Linked DNA regions of Mus musculus: regions 2, 3, 4, 5 and 6 are each linked to region 1. The links are chromatin contacts, called in public HiChIP or PLAC-seq, Micro-C and promoter capture Hi-C maps. All regions are on one chromosome and are shown on one strand. The core of a region is the stretch at or near the end of the contact, and the rest is flanking DNA. Distances in the headings are between cores, read along the strand shown. Region 1 holds the start of Hes6 (hairy and enhancer of split 6). Region 2 holds the start of Pask (PAS domain containing serine/threonine kinase). Region 3 holds the start of Capn10 (calpain 10). Region 4 holds the start of Gbx2 (gastrulation brain homeobox 2). Region 5 holds the start of Cops9 (COP9 signalosome subunit 9). Region 6 holds the start of Ndufa10 (NADH:ubiquinone oxidoreductase subunit A10).

Region 1 (2,696 bases), core at 96-2,595:
GAAGTGCTTAGTGGTGTCCAGGCCTAAGGATGGAGTATGTAAAGGCTGATTAGGAGCTGGCTCCTTGTCCTGGCTCTAAAGCAGCAGCCGAAATCCAAGAACGCTGGAGCAGAGCCAGGGGTTCCGAGGGGGCGCGCGCGCGCGCACACACACACACACACACACACACACACACACACACACCCCTCCCGCGGCGAGGCAGGGCCGGCAGATGGACCGCCGACGACGCGGGGCTTGGGCGTCTGGCCGACACAGGCGTGCCTGTTGCAGCCTGCAGGACAAAGCCAGCTAGACAAAGGCGCGGCCAACACCTGTCGCTCCTGGCCGGCCTGCCGCTTTTCTCTGCGGAAGCGGCTGCAGCTGCCAACTGTCACGGGCATCAAGTTACTGGGGCCAGACAGCAGCCTCGGCCTGCAGGAACCAAGAATAGAAGGGGGAGGAGCTGAGAGGGACTGGGGGTAGTGGGGATGGGGGACTCTAAGGGGACTCGCGGGGAAGGGAGGTGAGCGTGGAGAGGGGTTGGGGAACAGGGATGTGTGAGACCACCGCAAAGAGGATGCGGAGGAACTAGAGGGAAATGAGAGGCGCTTAGGCGGGTACGGGGTGATGAACAAGGAAGGAGAAGCTTGACTGGGGGCAGTTGGGGTGGGGTTAAAATAGACAAGGTAGTGGTTGGGTAAGTGACTTAGAGCACAGAGAAATAGAGATTTAGTAAGAACGACCGCGGACCTTGGAGTAAGAAGGTTATAGGTGTCTTAATGGGTCCAAAAGGACACACAAGGGTCCTGTTCCTGCTGCTAAATTGGCTCGTACTTTCCCCGGACTTTGCACTCTCGCCACCGGTGACCCGAAGCCCCTTCCAGGTCCCGAGGTCACGGACTTGACTTTGGCACTGCCCTGTCTGAAGTCAGCTCTGGGACTGGAGCGCTATTCTCGAGAGCACTTTTGGTGAACCAAGGGAAGCAAATGCCCTGTAGGAATGGATGGGTGAAGAGGTGGGTGGAAGGGCGGCATGGATAGATATACGGACCGAAGGATGTATAGCTAAGTCCGAGCTTACAGGCAGGCAGGTCTGGCCTCATAACTCAGCGAAAGGAAGTACAAGCACACCAGCAAGAGAGAAGCCGGAGGTCACTGCCCAGGAGTCCTGCCCGGCCTAAGTGGCAGGAGGTCTGGCTGTGGGCTCCGCCCCGCCAGCTGCCAGAGACCCGCGGGGCCTGACAAAGCGCGCCGCTCTCATTGGCTACAGGCTGCCTCACGGCTGGCCTCTCCGACCACGCACAGCCAATCGGTGCATTGACATGTAAATAAGTTGCTATAAAATGGGCGGGGTCCCGCGGGCCGGAAGACTCCGGAGAGCTAGTGGGGCCTCCGGGCTGCGACCCACCTCGCTGAGTAGTTTGCACTAGGGCGCCGGGCTCCGTAGACCATGGCTCCGTCCCAGGCGCCCAGCCGGGACCGTGCAGGCCAGGAGGATGAGGACCGCTGGGAAGCACGGGGGGACCGCAAGGTGCGGACAGGGGCTACGGGTGGATGGGCTTGGGGGAGGTTGCGCGGGCCAGGGGGCTCAGTAGCCGCTTCCCACAGGCCCGGAAGCCCCTGGTGGAGAAGAAGCGACGCGCACGGATCAACGAGAGTCTTCAGGAGCTGCGGCTGCTGCTGGCCGGTACCGAGGTGCGACGGGAAAGGTGCAGGGGGGAGGGGGACCTTCAGGGTGCACCCCGAAGCGCACGGCCGGACTCAACTCCCTTCCCCTCTGCGCAGGTGCAGGCCAAGCTAGAGAACGCCGAGGTTCTGGAGCTGACCGTGAGGCGCGTGCAGGGCGCGCTGCGAGGCCGGGCGCGCGGTGAGTGGCGGCGGGGATCGAGGGCGGGGGCGCTGACCGGGCACGCCTGCCACCCAACAGCGGGACACGTCGGCTCCCGGAGCCCCGGTCCTATCCATGGCAAGGGCTTCCCCCAGAACGGGACACGCTACTGTGTCTCCTGGGTGAGCCCCGAACCCGCGGAGCGGATCGTCCGAGCCACGATAGTCACTGCTCACGGTGCGGGACGCTGCTCTCTTCTTCCCACCCTCCTGCACAGAGCGGGAGCAGCTGCAGGCTGAAGCAAGCGAGCGCTTCGCTGCTGGCTACATCCAGTGCATGCATGAGGTGCACACGTTCGTGTCCACGTGCCAAGCCATCGATGCCACTGTCTCAGCTGAACTCCTGAACCACCTGCTAGAATCCATGCCGCTGCGTGAGGGTAGCAGCTTTCAGGATCTGCTGGGGGACTCCCTAGCTGGGCTGCCTGGAGGCTCTGGGAGGAGCAGCTGGCCTCCAGGAGGGTCCCCAGAATCCCCATTGTCCAGTCCCCCAGGTCCCGGGGACGACCTGTGTTCTGACCTAGAGGAGATCCCAGAGGCTGAACTAAACCGGGTGCCTGCTGAGGGGCCGGATTTGGTGTCTACATCCTTAGGCAGCCTGACTGCAGCTCGCCGGGCTCAGAGTGTGTGGAGGCCTTGGTGACCAACACTTACCAGGGACCTGTGAATGGTGGCTGCCATCCTTAAGTTTGCTTCCTCCCTGGGTATCAGATAAGGTGGAGACAGCTCAGGATGCCCCCCAGGTATGCCCTCCCCACTCTCCAACAGATGACTTGAATGACAACCCTAATGGCCAGGCCCTGCAGGTCCCTAGCACTATTTTTTCGTGG
Region 2 (2,696 bases), core at 83-2,582, 1.9 Mb before region 1:
CTTCAAAGCAGACTTTTCCATTCATGCCGCGTGAACAAACTGGACTTCGTAGATTCCCCACGCCTGAAGCCTCAGTTTCCCAGTGAGCTGACGGAGGACGGTTCCCTGCCCCCTCGCCTGTCAACTTCGGAGCTTTAAGACTAGGTTCCTATAGCCACGGCTTCCTTGCCAATCTCCCTGGGCGGGCTCGCGCCACGTTTTTCCCCAGGGTCTTGTCTTTCTGGCCGCTACCGCCCTCGGGACGGGACTCCCGGGCTCCGAGCCTCCCTGGCTGTCCAGCCATATTGGCAGCTGTCAGAGCTCTGTGGCTGTGGCCGGAGGCTGGAGGCCGAATTCCGATCCCGCAAGAGGCCGTGACCGCCCAGCCCGAAGCTCGCCGCTCCCCGGTCACCCACAGGGGCCGCTCACCCTCCATCATCTCCTGCGACTGTTGCTGCCCCGCGCCGCGCTCTGCCGCCATATTGGCTGCTCTTTCCCTTTCCGGAATCTGTCGCCTTAGGCCATGGGCCAATCAGGATTCCAGGTCCAATAGGCCAGCCAATGGAACAAAGTATAGAAGCGCGAGCTGACAATGCTTGCGCGGGCGCAGTGTTTCATGGGGATTGTAGTTCCCACAGGCTCCGGCTCCACCTGGGTTAGGGGTTTGATGAATGAGTAGAGTCTAGGCGAGCACGAAGAAAGCAGACATCCCGGAAAGTCTTTAGGCAGCATGGGAGACACTTCAAGCTTGCGGATTCGCTCAAGTCACTATGCCAACTTCGGAGGCGTAGAGGTACTGCGGACAGGAGAGTTCTACAGGCCACAGGTGAAGCCGACTAGACTTGCACCCCCGACTTCGGGAGCCTCACTTCACGGTGAGCCGGTAGGCGAGGGAAACCAGTTTATTCTGCGCCTGCGTGCTGATACACTGGTGCCACAGGCCACCTTTAGGGGATGCTTGGAGAAGGCGGGAGGGGCCGCGGTCCGGTCCTGGGGCTCACGTTTGCGGCCTCCAGCCCACGGCGAGCCACTGTGTCGTCCGCTTCTCACTGTCCTCGCCTTGGAAAGGTGGCCGTCGTAAGAAGGGCTGCACGTCGCTCACCGTCCTCGGTTCTCCCGTAAGAGTAAACTGCAGTCACTTGGAGTGGGGCGTGGAGGGGGGGGAAAGGCGCGAAGAAATCGGGTCTTTTGGCTCCTCCGAGGCTCTGTAGTGGGTGTCCGGTGCGTCCCTAGCAACTGTTTGCGCGCGCTCAGCTGCTTGCTTTCACTGAGGTCCGCCCATCAGGGTGTCTGGTTGGTTCTTGGTCCCTTGTTATGCTGCCTAAGTCGTTCTGCGATTGGTCGGTGGGCCAGAAGCGCGCGGATCTTCACGTTGTGAATCCGACTGAGACTTGCGCCAGCCTGGGGTGAGACACCAGCCTTCGAAAAACCTCCGGGTGGCGGCGAGTGTTAGTTACGCATTGTCGTGGAGTGGCTCTGGCCCTTTCCTCGCGCGCCCGCACTCCCTCCGCCCAGCCCCGGCCCCAGAGTGGTGGCGGGTTCTGGCCGTTTGACCCGCGCTCAAGAGCCGCCAGCGCCCGAAAGCCTCTGATTGAACTGGAAGCTTTGCTTTAAGGTTAGACTAGCGGGCCAGTGAGCTCTGGGGAGTCACTTATCTTCACCCCCTAATTTCGGGATTACAGTTATGTGTAGCCACGTCTGGCTTTTTATGTGGTTAAAGATTTAAACGCAAGTCCTCATGCTTGCATAGAAAAAAACTTTTAACAAAGGGAGCCGCCCAGTTCCTGTAATTACTTTTAAGATAAAAATTTGTAGCATTAACAATTTAGTTTGAAGAATGGTATTTTTTATATAAATTAAGATCTCATATCAATATATTCTGAGGTCATACAAGGTCTAAAAAAACAGTAAGGTTTTGTGACTTTGGCAGTGTATTTAGAAGCCATAATTACATGTCCTAACTTTGTCAATAGGTTGGTTTTAAAAGTAGAAAAACCACGGTATGATCGTATCATTGTTTGCTGTAACAGTAATTAGTGCATTTAGATACCTAGAGAAGATGCCTGTACATCTTTCACATTAAAACACTCTACTTGAAAACTGCTATCTAACACCTACTCATCTTTATTTTGTTTGAGTCTGGTGGTGTCACATATAGCCTTGAACACTGTCGCTACTCATCTCTTATTTCATAATGAGTTGTTGCTTTTTAGGATCACATACTGAGTGCATGTGCCTGTGTATGTAATATGCAGAATAGTGAAGGCAAATAGTCATACTTTATCAGTCAGTGGTGGAAGGTTTGCCCAATAGGTGACTAGCTCTGGGTTTAATACCCACCTTCACACAAAAATACCAATTGTCAGGCTGATGGTGTCTTCCTCTCTTCCCAGCACTTCCAACGACTCTGGAGACCTTGCCTCAAAAACAAAACAAAACAAAAAACAAAACAAACCCCAAAAGGAAACAAAGCCCTACAGTTTGGGCCCAGCATTATGGCTCAGTGGGTAAAGGCACTTGCTGCCAAGGTCTGACAATTTTGGACCCACATGGGTAGAAAGAGAGAAGTGACTCCTGAAAGTTGTTTTCTGTCATCCATGGTTGTGCTTTCTCTCTTTCTCTTTCTCTCTCTCTCTCACACACACACTCCCACAATGTAATAAAAATGCATGAAAAAGTCATGCATTATAATGAAAATAAAATGAGGTTGTAAGATG
Region 3 (2,696 bases), core at 116-2,615, 1.5 Mb before region 1:
AGGCCTGGAACCCTGCCAGCTGTCACTGTTAGCACTACATGCATGTGGGACAGGCTGTCCCCCAGTAGTCTTTCTGCTGATAAGCCACGTCTAAAAAACACCAACAAAAACACTAGGCTTGAACAATCCATCCATTTAAGCTGCAACAAGGCAAAAAAAAAAAAAAAAAAAAAAAAAAAAAACCAACCAAAAAAACCAAAAAAACCAAAGCCCTCCTACCACAGCCCTTTCTGGCTATGAGGGGTAACACTGTTGTGAGTTGCATGCATGGACGCTAAAATAACAATACATAGTTCCACCTGCCTGTGCCATTTAAGGGAGCCCTGAAAAGCAGCTCCTTAGGTTTTCCCAGTTGTTAAGCACAACGCTCCCCGTGTTCTGTGCTACCTTTTGGTGTTCATACCCTAAAGCTACTAGAAGAAATGTAGAGCAAAGTGCAAAGCCAAGAAAGATTGCGCTGAATTACACCCGACAAAACTTAGGTGGTGGGATGGTGCTGGAAATACTGCTTCTAATCCCTTAATATCAAAACAGCTCCCTACTACCTGACTTTGGGTAGGAGTGTATTTTAGTAGAAACCCCAAGATAACATCTAAAAGACAAGCCTTTCGATTGCTTCTGTCCTCCTCATTTGAATTCTCAGGGCTGGCTATCACCTTTTCTGAATAGGCTTGAAGGCGAGGTCCTGCTAACCCCGGGGTCCATCTCCGTGAGAAACATATCCACAACACCCGCCCAGGCAAGAGACCCTGCTGCACCTGGGGTCGTCTCCAAGTGATGTCCTCCCGAAACTGGGCCAGAGGCGTGGACAAGTTGTAAAAGAGCGAGGAGTCCGAGGCGGGGAATGCCGCGTCCCGGAAGAGCTCCCGCGCCGGCGTCTCGGCCCGGACCGCCCGCATCTTCGGCGCCCTGGGCTCCCATCTGCGGCCCGTGGACTCGGTCGCCGCCCGGGAGCGAGTGCGCGGCCTTCACTGCAAACCGTGTTTGCTTAGCCCGGGAGACCTACTGGTGCAGAGCAGCCTAGCGCCGCAAGCTCCGTTGTCTAGGTAACCCGGCTGGAGCCAACCAGGAGCCGTGCTTGCGTCATATGACAGAGCTGCCTAATCACGCACGAGCTGCAGCGCAGAACCGTGCAGGACTGGTAGGTTCTGCTCTCGCACGAGGGCGTGGTCCCCGCGTTTCTAACTGGGCAGTGCTAGCCTGATGTCCGTATGCTTTAGTGCTCGGGACAACGCAGCTGTAGCCACTTGAAATCGAAGTCTCAGTGACCACAGGAAGCTGAAAAGTCACTTTGGTTTAGATCGCTTTGTCAATGCTATCCCAGCATGCAGCGCCGTTCCCAGCATACGTCGCTGATCACAGGCGTTGTCTACTTCCCAGCGTGCTTCGCTCCTTCCGGTGTGAGGCAGGAACTTGGCAAAGCGGTGGTTCCTCCCTGTCTTCTGAAAGAGCCAGTGAGGAAGTGGCTCAGCGAATCGCGTTGTTATCCTTCCGTCGCGGTGGTGGTTGCGTTGTTCTGGGGAGGCAGAGGTGTCACTGGGGTTGAAACTTGCCGGGGTCGGGCATTTGTCTCAAAACGATTGGGCTTCAGACGCTCTGGATCCTAAGCGGCCAGGGAATGCGGCTGGAGCATTCCTTGAAGCCTTAAATGGCCTGGCTATGGTTTTGTAGACTGGATGGTGACCAGGACGTGGACTTGCGGCTCCACGATTATTCGATGCCATGAGGAGGTCAGGGACAGGACACTCTCCTTCTGGTGCCTACTCTTCCAGGTCCCAGGAAGGACACAAATCAGCCAAGGACTGTTCTCTGTGTCTTCTCCAAATGTATTTCATCAAGACTAGAAGCTTCATAGACAGGAAGGGAGACGACGAGGCTTCACACCTTGTAGACTGCAGTTTGCCACCTATTAGGGCTGCTCTGATATTTTTTCCCTCCTCTGGGCCCCTTTTTCTCAGTCTTGGATAAAAGGTAGTCAGAGGAAATGCGGTTTGTGCAGTTAAGTAGATCAAGTACCCGTTGCCTAAAGAGGAACAACCAGGCCAAGCTTTTACCCATAACCTGCTGCTTCAGAGTCTAGACAGTTGCTCCTTCTCCCAGTGAGAGGCTGGGCTGCTCCTGCATCAGCAGCAATTACTGCTGTGGCATGACACAGTTACCTTGGCTCCACTAGGCTTCAGCGCCATGATTTGAGGTGCAAGACACTTAACTCTTTATTGAGGTTATTTAAAAAAAAAAAAAAAAAAAAAAAAGGAGTAGCCACATAGCCCAACATCTCTTTGGGATGCTTTTTCATTTAGTACTTAATTTCGACTCAGGGGACTGACTGGTGGGCTGAAAGCTGCACTATAGTTGAATCATTAAGAGCCTGGACTCGGTTTTCCAGGAAGTCTTGAGTAATTGTGACAAGTTATCCGCGACTCAAGAGTTATGCAAACTGGTTCACCCCCAGAAGTCTCATATGAGTGGTTAGCTCAGGAGAACGGCTCCTGAAGGCCGCATCCATATCCAGGGCTGGGCCACGGGCAGAGCCTGACCTCCAGAATCTGGAAGGAAAAGCTGCTTAGTGTTACCGTTGCTGTGACGAAACATCATGACCAAAGCAACTTGGGGAGGAAAGGGTTTATTCTGCTCACCTATGGCGCTTTCCATAAGGAGGGGCGCTATTTCCTGGCTCCTTTCCTGCTTTCTTATAG
Region 4 (2,696 bases), core at 96-2,595, 1.5 Mb after region 1:
TTATCTCCCAATTAAATGTGCTTGTGATACATAACACACGTCCAACATGAGCCAACTCCCCAGCCAGAGCTCTTCCGGGTGAACTGATTTTTTAATGACCTATATAACAATGCCCTCCTTTGCTCCTTGGCCTGGTGCTGTCAGCAGTTCCGAAAGGACGTCTAGACCAAGGAATCTGAAGAACAGGCAGGGGGACCCGAGGAAGCCCAACGCGCTTGGCAGGATCTGCCTTCGCCACGAAAGGATCCCATTTTAAAAGGAACACAAGATTTGAAAGTTTGTTTCAACATAAGAAAAGATGACCAGAAATGCCTACTTTCCTTTCGCCGCAATCCCTCCAATCTCCTAACCCCCAAATTCCCGGCTTTTTACCATTGTCGAGAACAGGGGAAATATCTTGAGGGACTCAGCTCCATCCAGCAGTCCGCAAAGGGGAACCGCGTGCCCAGGAGTCCTCGCGCTGCGCAGAGCCAGGGTGAGAGCTCCCTCCGTTGCCAACGTGCTTAATTAGTGCCTATTTACAAAACGCAGCTTTTATTTGAGCAAACATCATAAAGCTTTCATCAGGATAATCTCACGTTATACAATCCAGAGGCGTCGCAACCCCCCCCCCCATTCCTCCCTGAAGATGGAGCAGATAAAAGACTCGCTTTATTATCATAATTATCGTGGCTGTTATTTTGGTGTACGCTGGCAAAGTGGGTAAATAGGTGCGATGATTAAGAATGTCATGAAAAATGAGCAGGGATCGCTCACGGAGGGCCCAACCAGGAATGAGGGAGACCACCGCCGGCCGCCCCGCTGCCACCAGCGGGCCGCAAGCAACCATTCAGCTTCCGTGTCGTGTGAGCAAGGGCTGACAGGCCCAGGCGCACCTCTGGGAGCAGACCTGCAGAGGCAAGACCTTAAACGCTATCCGGAGACCTTGCCCGGACCCTTGGCACAACCAGAGCGCCCCTGGTTAAGGTGAGCATCACACAGGGTTCTGCTGTAGTAAAACACTCCCGGCCCATCGGTGGCGGGTGCCAGTTCCAAGCCGCCTCTCATGAGGCCTCCACAGGGATGCCAGGGACTCTAGGGTCTGAGTCGGGTAGGTAGCAAGGGTCCCTCTTAAGTTTGCTCCGCGCGGTGCAAAGGCTCCAGCTCCCAGGCCAGCACGCTCCAACCGTGGCGCCGGTAGCCCATTTGCGGCCCGCCTGGGTGAAGGGGGCGGAGCCCTAATTTCGCCCCGCCTTCCCCTGAATAGCAAATAGGAGTTGGTGCTCGGTCCCACGTGACACGAGCTCCGCTGGGCAGCTGGCAAAATGTGAATGAGAAAGAGGAGCGCGATTTAAAGGTGCTGGCGGCGCCCGCCAGAGACAAGTGCGCCGGCTTCGCGCGCTCCCCAGCCGCCCGTGGGAGACGACGGACTGCAGGACGGACAGACGGACGGACGCACGCACTGCTGGTAGCTGGGCCGAGACCTGCAGACGCGAAGCGCGCGCGTTCCGACGGGCTAGCAGCCGGGAGCGGTTCCGGCGAACGCGAGGTCCCCGGCGCCCTCTCCATCCCGGGCGCACGGCCTCATCGCGCTCGGTGGCTGCACCCGTGCAGGCCGGGTATGCTGCGGGTCCTGCACTGAGGGGCGGCGGCGGCGTCTGCGCTCTGGGCACCGCTCAGCCCCTGCCCGGAGTTCCCGGTGGTACTCCCAGCGTCCGGAGGGCTTCCAGGCGGCGGCGGGACACGGGGACTTTTCGTCTCTCCCTGGCTTCTCCCGAACGCGTCTATGAGCGCAGCGTTCCCGCCGTCGCTGATGATGATGCAGCGCCCGCTGGGGAGTAGTACCGCCTTCAGCATAGACTCGCTGATCGGCAGCCCGCCGCAGCCCAGTCCCGGCCATTTCGTCTACACCGGCTACCCCATGTTCATGCCCTACCGGCCGGTGGTGCTGCCGCCACCGCCGCCACCGCCTCCCGCGCTGCCCCAGGCAGCGCTGCAGCCCGCTCTGCCGCCCGCGCACCCTCACCACCAGATCCCCAGCCTGCCCACCGGCTTCTGCTCCAGCCTGGCGCAGGGCATGGCGCTCACCTCCACGCTCATGGCCACTCTGCCCGGCGGCTTCTCTGCGTCGCCCCAGCACCAAGAGGCGGCGGCTGCCCGCAAGTTCGCTCCACAGCCACTGCCCGGAGGCGGCAACTTCGACAAAGCCGAGGCGCTCCAAGCGGATGCGGAAGACGGCAAAGCCTTCTTGGCCAAGGAGGGCTCGCTGCTCGCTTTCTCTGCGGCCGAAGCGGTGCAGGCGTCGCTCGGTGAGTCGGCGGCGCGCGCAGCCGGAACGCGGGGACGGGAGGGAGTGGGGGCGGGCCAGCTCCGGGTTCCCGCCGAGACCCGGGGGACGAGGCCGCGCCCCCGCCCGACCTCTGCGGGAATAGCTGGAGGAGTTGCGGTGATGCCCACCGGAGCTTTCCAATGGGGCATTTAACGCCAAGCAACAAGCAGGATCCTGGGGAAAGGAGGCGTTTAGAGCTCTCCTGCTAGCTACTCCAGGCCACACATCTGGTGGCGTGTTTGGCACACACACACACACACACACACACACACACACACACACACACACGCTGTGATTATTGAGGGTCCTTGGTGTGTTGCAACCTTAAAGAGAGGCCTTATTGGGCTGGTTTTTTTCTTTTTTCAGTTGCATATGTACCCAATAGAGT
Region 5 (2,696 bases), core at 131-2,630, 1.2 Mb before region 1:
GGAGTGATTGTCTAGGCTCAGTTCCCATTATATCCTGGCTGAGTAGGTTTCCCTAGATCTGTCCTTACCTGTGATCCCCATTTTCACTCTAGCAGCCTGCACCCCAACCAAGCCCCTGACACCTCAAAGTTGTTAAAGGAAAACCCAACCAAACCAAAAACCCAATCCTACCCAACCCACCCACCCACCCAACCAACCAACAGTTCTCCAACTCTTTGAACGCAGAGGAAGGGAAAACATCCAAAACCATCAGGAGAGGCACAGGAGCAAAAGCCTTGAACTGCTGGAGAGACTCAGCGCAACCACAGTAGCAAGAGGGACTGACAGTCAAGGGGCAGGGTGGGGGTAGATGGGAAATAACTCAGGGGTAACACAGACGCTTTGCTGAAGTCAGGACCAGAGGACATCGTCTGGGGATAGTGGAGGGTGAAGAGCCCTATCAGACATGGAGAGCAGGCAGGTATCAGCTGGATTTCAGGCTTCTTGCTACAGGGATACTTGTTAAACCTGGATTTTATCAGGAGGTGCTCAGAGGATCCTAGGGGGACATCCAGGAGACTCACTAGAGTATTCTAGTCTGTCAGAGCATCTCAGGCCCTCTCTGACAATGATCCACACCTCTCTGTCCCTTCCCCATCTTTTTTCTTTCATTCATTCTTTAAAAACCATGGTATAATATAGCACCCTAACATGTATCCCCCTGGCCACCTCTCAGGGGACAGTCCAGTCATTTAATGGACACCTTCCCCCCCAACCCCACCGCACACCTCTAGAACTTTTGATTTGCAGATCTAAAACTGTGTCCACTGAGCAACCACCATCTCCAACACTGCTGCATTTATGAGTCTGACTGCTCTAGGGATCACTTATGAGTGGTACACAGCGTTTGTTTACGTTTCACTTAACAACATCCTTAAGGGTCCTCCATGCCCATAGCTTAGGAATCCCTTCTTAGTTTTAGGATTCCACACTATCTCACCGTGTAGATAAAGCCCATCTTGTCTGCGTGCACTGGGTTGCTTCCTCCTTTTGGCCGAGGTGACCCTGTGAGTGATCACTGAGCGTGGACTACTTTTGGATTTCTGTTACCCCCAACAGCACCCGGGGATCCAATACCCCCATCTTCTAGCCAATCCATTACTGCCTGCGAATCCTAAACAGTAGCCATTCGGATGGTTTTGAACTGCAGCTCTGCTGGGAAATGGAGAGTCTCCTTTCTCCGCTGACAACTCGTGCTGTGCGGTGTTGCTGGTCCTTAGACCGTCATCTAATCCGCTGCCCTCTTTAGCTCCCAGAGAGCTGCCCTGCAGCCAGGCCAGCGAGTGCCACCGAGGCGCGGTCCTCCGAGGTCTAGACGTGCTCGGAAGAACGCCGGAAGTAGAAGGGGCTGGCCGGAAGTGAGCGCAACGCCGCCTTGTCGAGATGAAACCCGCAGTGGATGAGATGTTCCCCGAGGGCGCGGGGCCCTATGTGGACCTGGATGAGGTGGGGTGGTGGCGGCGCGGAGCGATGCGTGGGGGTGGGAGCACGCCTGCAAACCTGCGCGGGAGCCCAGGCCTTTGGGGATTCAGAGGCTGGGGAAGCGGGAGCTGCCGGGGACAGTCGCAGGGCCCGCGACTGTTAACGTGAACTGCAGCGAGGAAGTAGGGTTTGCTCGCTGTCAGTTGATTGTGGCTCCTGATAAATCTTCCAGAGAGGGAAGGCCCGAGCGAGGCTTACGCACTGACAGGCCTCAAGACCCCAAGCTCTGAGAGAAGGGTAAGGGATGGTGTGTGGTAACTGCGTGCTTGGTGCTGGGACTCGGTTATTTCGTGTAGACACATACAGAGTTTTCGAGCGATCCTGTGCTTTTGATTTCCACCATGGTCACAGATCTCTCCCTGATATGGGTGGTTATGATCAGGAGTGTCAGCCAGCTCTTGTATGTCTGCTTCCTGTTCCTCCTCAAAGCTCAGCGAGTAGGGCGATGCGGGAACGTATCCCCGGACCTGAGAGATGTCAGTTGTGGCCCGAAGAGGCCGGTTGCATATCCTAAGCAAGGGTAGGGTGGGGTGAGGGTGCCCTACAGACGTATCCGTGGGGTTTTAGTCGGCTCAGTTGAGGCTTAAGAGAGGAGCTTGCCCTGATCCAAATATTGAAGGATGTGCCCTGTTGACCTTGGGATATAGATGACGAGAGCCATAGTAGCGGAGCAGAGCGATGCTCCCTTGTCCACTAAAGGAAGGGGATGCCTTGTTGTTTGTCTTATGGTTTCTATTGCTGTGACAAACACCATAACCAAAAAAGCAAGTTGGGGAGGAAAGGATTTATTTGACCTACATTTCCAGGTCATCACTGGAGGAAGGCAGGACAGGAACCTGGAGGCAGGAGCTGATGCAGAGACCATGGAGGGGTGCTGCTTGCTGGCGGGCTTGTTCACTGAGGCTTGCTCAGCCTGTTTTATTATAGAACCCAGGACCACTAGCCCAGGGATGGCACCACCTACTATGGGCTGGGCTCTCCCTAATTGAGAAAACGTCTTACAGCTGGATCTTGTGGAGACATTTCCTCAACTGAGCTCCTTCCTCTCTGATGACACTCTAGCTTGTGTCAGGCTGACACACAAAACCAGCCAGGGCATAATTGAACACCGAGGGGCATGAACAAGCAGGTCCGCATAAGGACGTCTGCAGAATGAAGTGGGCTCTGTGATTCCC
Region 6 (2,696 bases), core at 69-2,568, 1.1 Mb before region 1:
ACCAAGCAATCTGATCACACATAATTATTTTGGTTAGTTTGTTTTTTATATCAGTTGATTTTAGGATGACATCCCATTGCTTGTGGTGCACCACTCATTTCATGTGTTGCTGGATTCAATTTGCTGAGATACTGATATATGGAGGTCTTACATTTTTGTACTGTCTTTGACAGTTATGGCAGCATAACATGCGATAGTAAGCATTATCGCTTCTGTTTTCTGGAGGAGACTGTACATATTTAGTATCATATATTTATGTATAAAGTAAAATTCTTCAGTAAAACATACGTGCTTGGGAAATTTCTCTTTTGGGGTTGAGTGATTTTTGAATTACACTGGAGGGGAGTAGGGAAATGAGATAATGATCAGGATTCAAAAGAAATGAGGAGAGGTTTCCCCTTCCCGTATTCAATGTACTGTAAGGATACAGGACTTTCTAGAAATCCAGAAATGCGGGGGAGGTTTTGTGTTAACTACATGGAAAGTGGTCCAAACCCAACCCAGAACTCCTCATTGTCTTGGGGATCCTCTCCCTATCAGCACTTTCCTGGCTTCTGCGCACTGCACTCTTCCACCTCAGAGGCTCTTGGAGCTGAAGAGCTTTCCAGGAGGTGACTATAAAGTCGGCAGCTGTGGAAATGAGGCAGGGTGATCTGCACTGGAGATATATGGTGGTGCCAGGTCTGTGGCCACCTCAGCTCTTAGCACTACAAAAGCTCAGAACTGCTAGGTCGTGAATTGGTTGCCCCCACAGGGCTCAAGCTGATGACAGGTCCTTCTCTCAGAAACCTAGGCAGGGAGAATGTGACGCCCCTAGAACTCAGATGGGGAATGGACTCTCTCCTCAGCGACCAGAAGGGCGGGGAGCGGATCCTCCCTACAGAACTCAAACAGAAAGTGGGTCTACGTTTGGGCGTGGAGCAGGGAGACAGCACAGATTCTGGGGAGCGAGAGGATTCACCCCACAGAACACCTGGGAGTGGGGGGTCACACTTTTGTCACACAACTCAAGCATCTGCGAGAACCCGAGCTCAAAGCTGGGAGCCTCAAGGCCCAGGCAGGACTTCTAGCCCTTTGCCACTTTCATACTATAACTTGTCTAGGATCTAGGCGCGCTCCTCGCCCAAACAATCTAAGCTCAAGCAACTAGAGCGTCGACAAGCCTAAGCTCCGCCCCTTCCCTCTGGCCCCGCCCCGTCCCAGTTCCGGAATATTTTCTTTTTTCGACAGGCGCCGCGAACACTCAGTGGTGACGTCATGGCAGCGCGCCGCGGACGAGCTAGGACCCCGTCGCGTTCATGTCCCTCTGGTCCTTGAGCCGGCGCAGACGGCGAAGTCATGGCCTTGAGGTTGCTGAGACTCGTCCCGGCGTCGGCTCCCGCGCGCGGCCTCGCGGCCGGAGCCCAGCGCGTGGTGAGCGGCGGGTGGCTCTCCTTGCTTGGATCTCGGCCTGTCGGCTCCGAGCCCTGACGCTCCGGCGGCGTCTGTCAGACCCGTGAGCCGCGAGCTCCTGAGGCCTCCGCTCACAGCACCGGTGCAGCGGGACTCACTTTCCCGGCTGCATACGGAGAGCCGAGATGCCGGAGCTCCGGAGCCTGGGCCCGCATGCTCATCGGTTCAGAAACTGCTTTGTGGAACGCCTTGTAGACTCTGGGGTGACGTGATGTGGAGCAGCAACAGAGATTTGGGGTAGATTGGGGAGGATTAGGACCTTTTAGGGTGCATGCAGAATAATGGGTGACAGTAGGTGCTTAGGGGACCGTGGCTGGAAACAGGACACGTCTTATGACGGCATCATAACTTCTTTGCTTTATAGTAGCTAGAACTACATAGGTGGTAAATCGGAAAGGGGTTGACAGTCATGCTAAGGATTTTTATTTTGAACAGGAGTGATCTGTGTGTGAAAGAGGTATAGATGTGAACCAGAGAGAGACGAGGTGTGTGTGAATGTGAGCCTGGATCGGCACTGTCAGCCTAAGCCCCACTATGAATTAGCACTGTCAGCTTAAGCCTATTAGGATCGCAGTGGAGCACAGCAGCAAGAGCACAGAGCATATTCACAATCCACTCTTGACCTTGACCCTCAGAGACCACACTCCTTCCCCTGTATCTTCACATCACCCTCTTCAGTGAAGTCGTTTCATATATTCACATGTCGGAAGTTCAGTCACACCCCGTTCCACCCTAAGCTTTTCATGCATTGAGTTCATTCTTTATGCTGTGAAGTTTTATTGTTTTGCACAATGAGCAATATTATATTTTGGACTTTACAATACACACAGAGTAGTTCACAGCCCTAAAAAAAAAAAAATCTATTGTCCTTAATATTCATTTATTTCCCACCCTGTCAACTCCTGACAGCCACTGTGCTTTTGATGATTTTTGTCATTTTGCCTATGCTAGACTCGTGTAATCAGTCACACATATTACCTGACACAGTGCTTTCTTTTTTTACATAGACTTTGACAGTTACACTTAGAATTTATTTGTGGGGCTGCACAGCTGTTAAGAGTACTTGTTTCTCTTTTAACACACACACACACACACACACACACACACGTACACAATCTAGACAATATTTCTTAAGCCAGATGTTGTGGTGCACACCTTTAATCCCAACATGAGACAGGCAGATCTATGAATTCTCGGACAGCCTGGTATACAGGGAGTTCCAGACCAGCCAGGGCTACATAGCA

The links. Promoter capture Hi-C pulls out the DNA fragments that hold promoters and counts their contacts. Hi-C and Micro-C count contacts between places; a contact is called where the count stands out from the background. HiChIP or PLAC-seq counts read pairs in DNA pulled down with a chosen protein or histone mark.
Region 2: a promoter capture Hi-C map of pre-B cells shows a contact between it and region 1, with 6 times the contacts expected there. The contact joins the promoter of Pask here to the promoter of Hes6 in region 1. A contact is called at or near these places in 2 of 39 promoter capture datasets (liver and pre-B cells), 1 of 484 Hi-C or Micro-C datasets (CD8 T cells) and 2 of 9 other capture datasets (adipose tissue and liver).
Region 3: a contact with region 1 is called in a promoter capture Hi-C map of liver, with 4 times the contacts expected there. The contact joins the promoter of Capn10 here to the promoter of Hes6 in region 1. A contact is called at or near these places in 3 of 39 promoter capture datasets (erythroid cells and liver), 2 of 484 Hi-C or Micro-C datasets (CD4 T cells and embryonic stem cells) and 1 of 9 other capture datasets (adipose tissue).
Region 4: a Micro-C map of embryonic stem cells shows a contact between it and region 1, with 5 times the contacts expected there. The contact joins the promoter of Gbx2 here to the promoter of Hes6 in region 1.
Region 5: an H3K27ac HiChIP or PLAC-seq map of thymic regulatory T cells shows a contact between it and region 1, with 7 times the contacts expected there. The contact joins the promoter of Cops9 here to the promoter of Hes6 in region 1. A contact is called at or near these places in 3 of 39 promoter capture datasets (embryonic stem cells, hippocampal neurons and pre-B cells), 1 of 15 datasets of contacts at CTCF or cohesin (large pre-B cells), 2 of 484 Hi-C or Micro-C datasets (B cells and CD8 T cells), 7 of 115 datasets of contacts at active chromatin or transcription factors (astrocytes, double positive thymocytes, embryonic forebrain and 4 more) and 1 of 9 other capture datasets (liver).
Region 6: a promoter capture Hi-C map of pre-B cells shows a contact between it and region 1, with 4 times the contacts expected there. The contact joins the promoter of Ndufa10 here to the promoter of Hes6 in region 1. A contact is called at or near these places in 13 of 39 promoter capture datasets (the 3T3-L1 cell line, 3T3-L1-derived adipocytes, the C10 cell line and 9 more), 5 of 484 Hi-C or Micro-C datasets (the C2C12 cell line, CD8 T cells, LSK cells and 1 more), 10 of 115 datasets of contacts at active chromatin or transcription factors (T-cell acute lymphoblastic leukemia, astrocytes, cardiomyocytes and 6 more) and 3 of 9 other capture datasets (adipose tissue, liver and pancreatic islet).

Annotation. Positions count from the first base shown.
Region 1 is chr1:91,411,871-91,414,566 of GRCm38.p6, reverse strand. Hes6 (hairy and enhancer of split 6) reads left to right here and starts at 1,345. Exons shown (of 4, transcript NM_019479.3): 1 at 1,345-1,510; 2 at 1,588-1,674; 3 at 1,765-1,846; 4 at 2,085-2,696. The coding sequence starts at 1,430. The coding sequence ends at 2,509.
Region 2 is chr1:93,341,424-93,344,119 of GRCm38.p6, reverse strand. It overlaps Pask (PAS domain containing serine/threonine kinase), which reads left to right and starts at 1,332. Exons shown (of 18, transcript NM_080850.2): 1 at 1,332-1,594. Ppp1r7 (protein phosphatase 1, regulatory subunit 7) reads right to left here and starts at 492. Exons shown (of 10, transcript NM_023200.3): 1 at 409-492. The coding sequence starts at 460.
Region 3 is chr1:92,933,077-92,935,772 of GRCm38.p6, reverse strand. It overlaps Capn10 (calpain 10), which reads right to left and starts at 1,365. Exons shown (of 12, transcript NM_011796.2): 1 at 759-1,365. The coding sequence starts at 899. It overlaps 9430060I03Rik (RIKEN cDNA 9430060I03 gene), which reads left to right. Exons shown (of 2, transcript NR_015525.1): 2 at 670-2,247.
Region 4 is chr1:89,929,825-89,932,520 of GRCm38.p6, reverse strand. Gbx2 (gastrulation brain homeobox 2) reads left to right here and starts at 1,345. Exons shown (of 2, transcript NM_010262.3): 1 at 1,345-2,288. The coding sequence starts at 1,766. LOC102637806 reads right to left here and starts at 446. Exons shown (of 4, transcript XM_030244408.1): 1 at 373-446. The coding sequence starts at 416.
Region 5 is chr1:92,640,669-92,643,364 of GRCm38.p6, reverse strand. It overlaps Cops9 (COP9 signalosome subunit 9), which reads left to right and starts at 1,380. Exons shown (of 3, transcript NM_001163425.1): 1 at 1,380-1,485. The coding sequence starts at 1,423.
Region 6 is chr1:92,472,380-92,475,075 of GRCm38.p6, reverse strand. It overlaps Ndufa10 (NADH:ubiquinone oxidoreductase subunit A10), which reads left to right and starts at 1,318. Exons shown (of 10, transcript NM_024197.1): 1 at 1,318-1,413. The coding sequence starts at 1,339.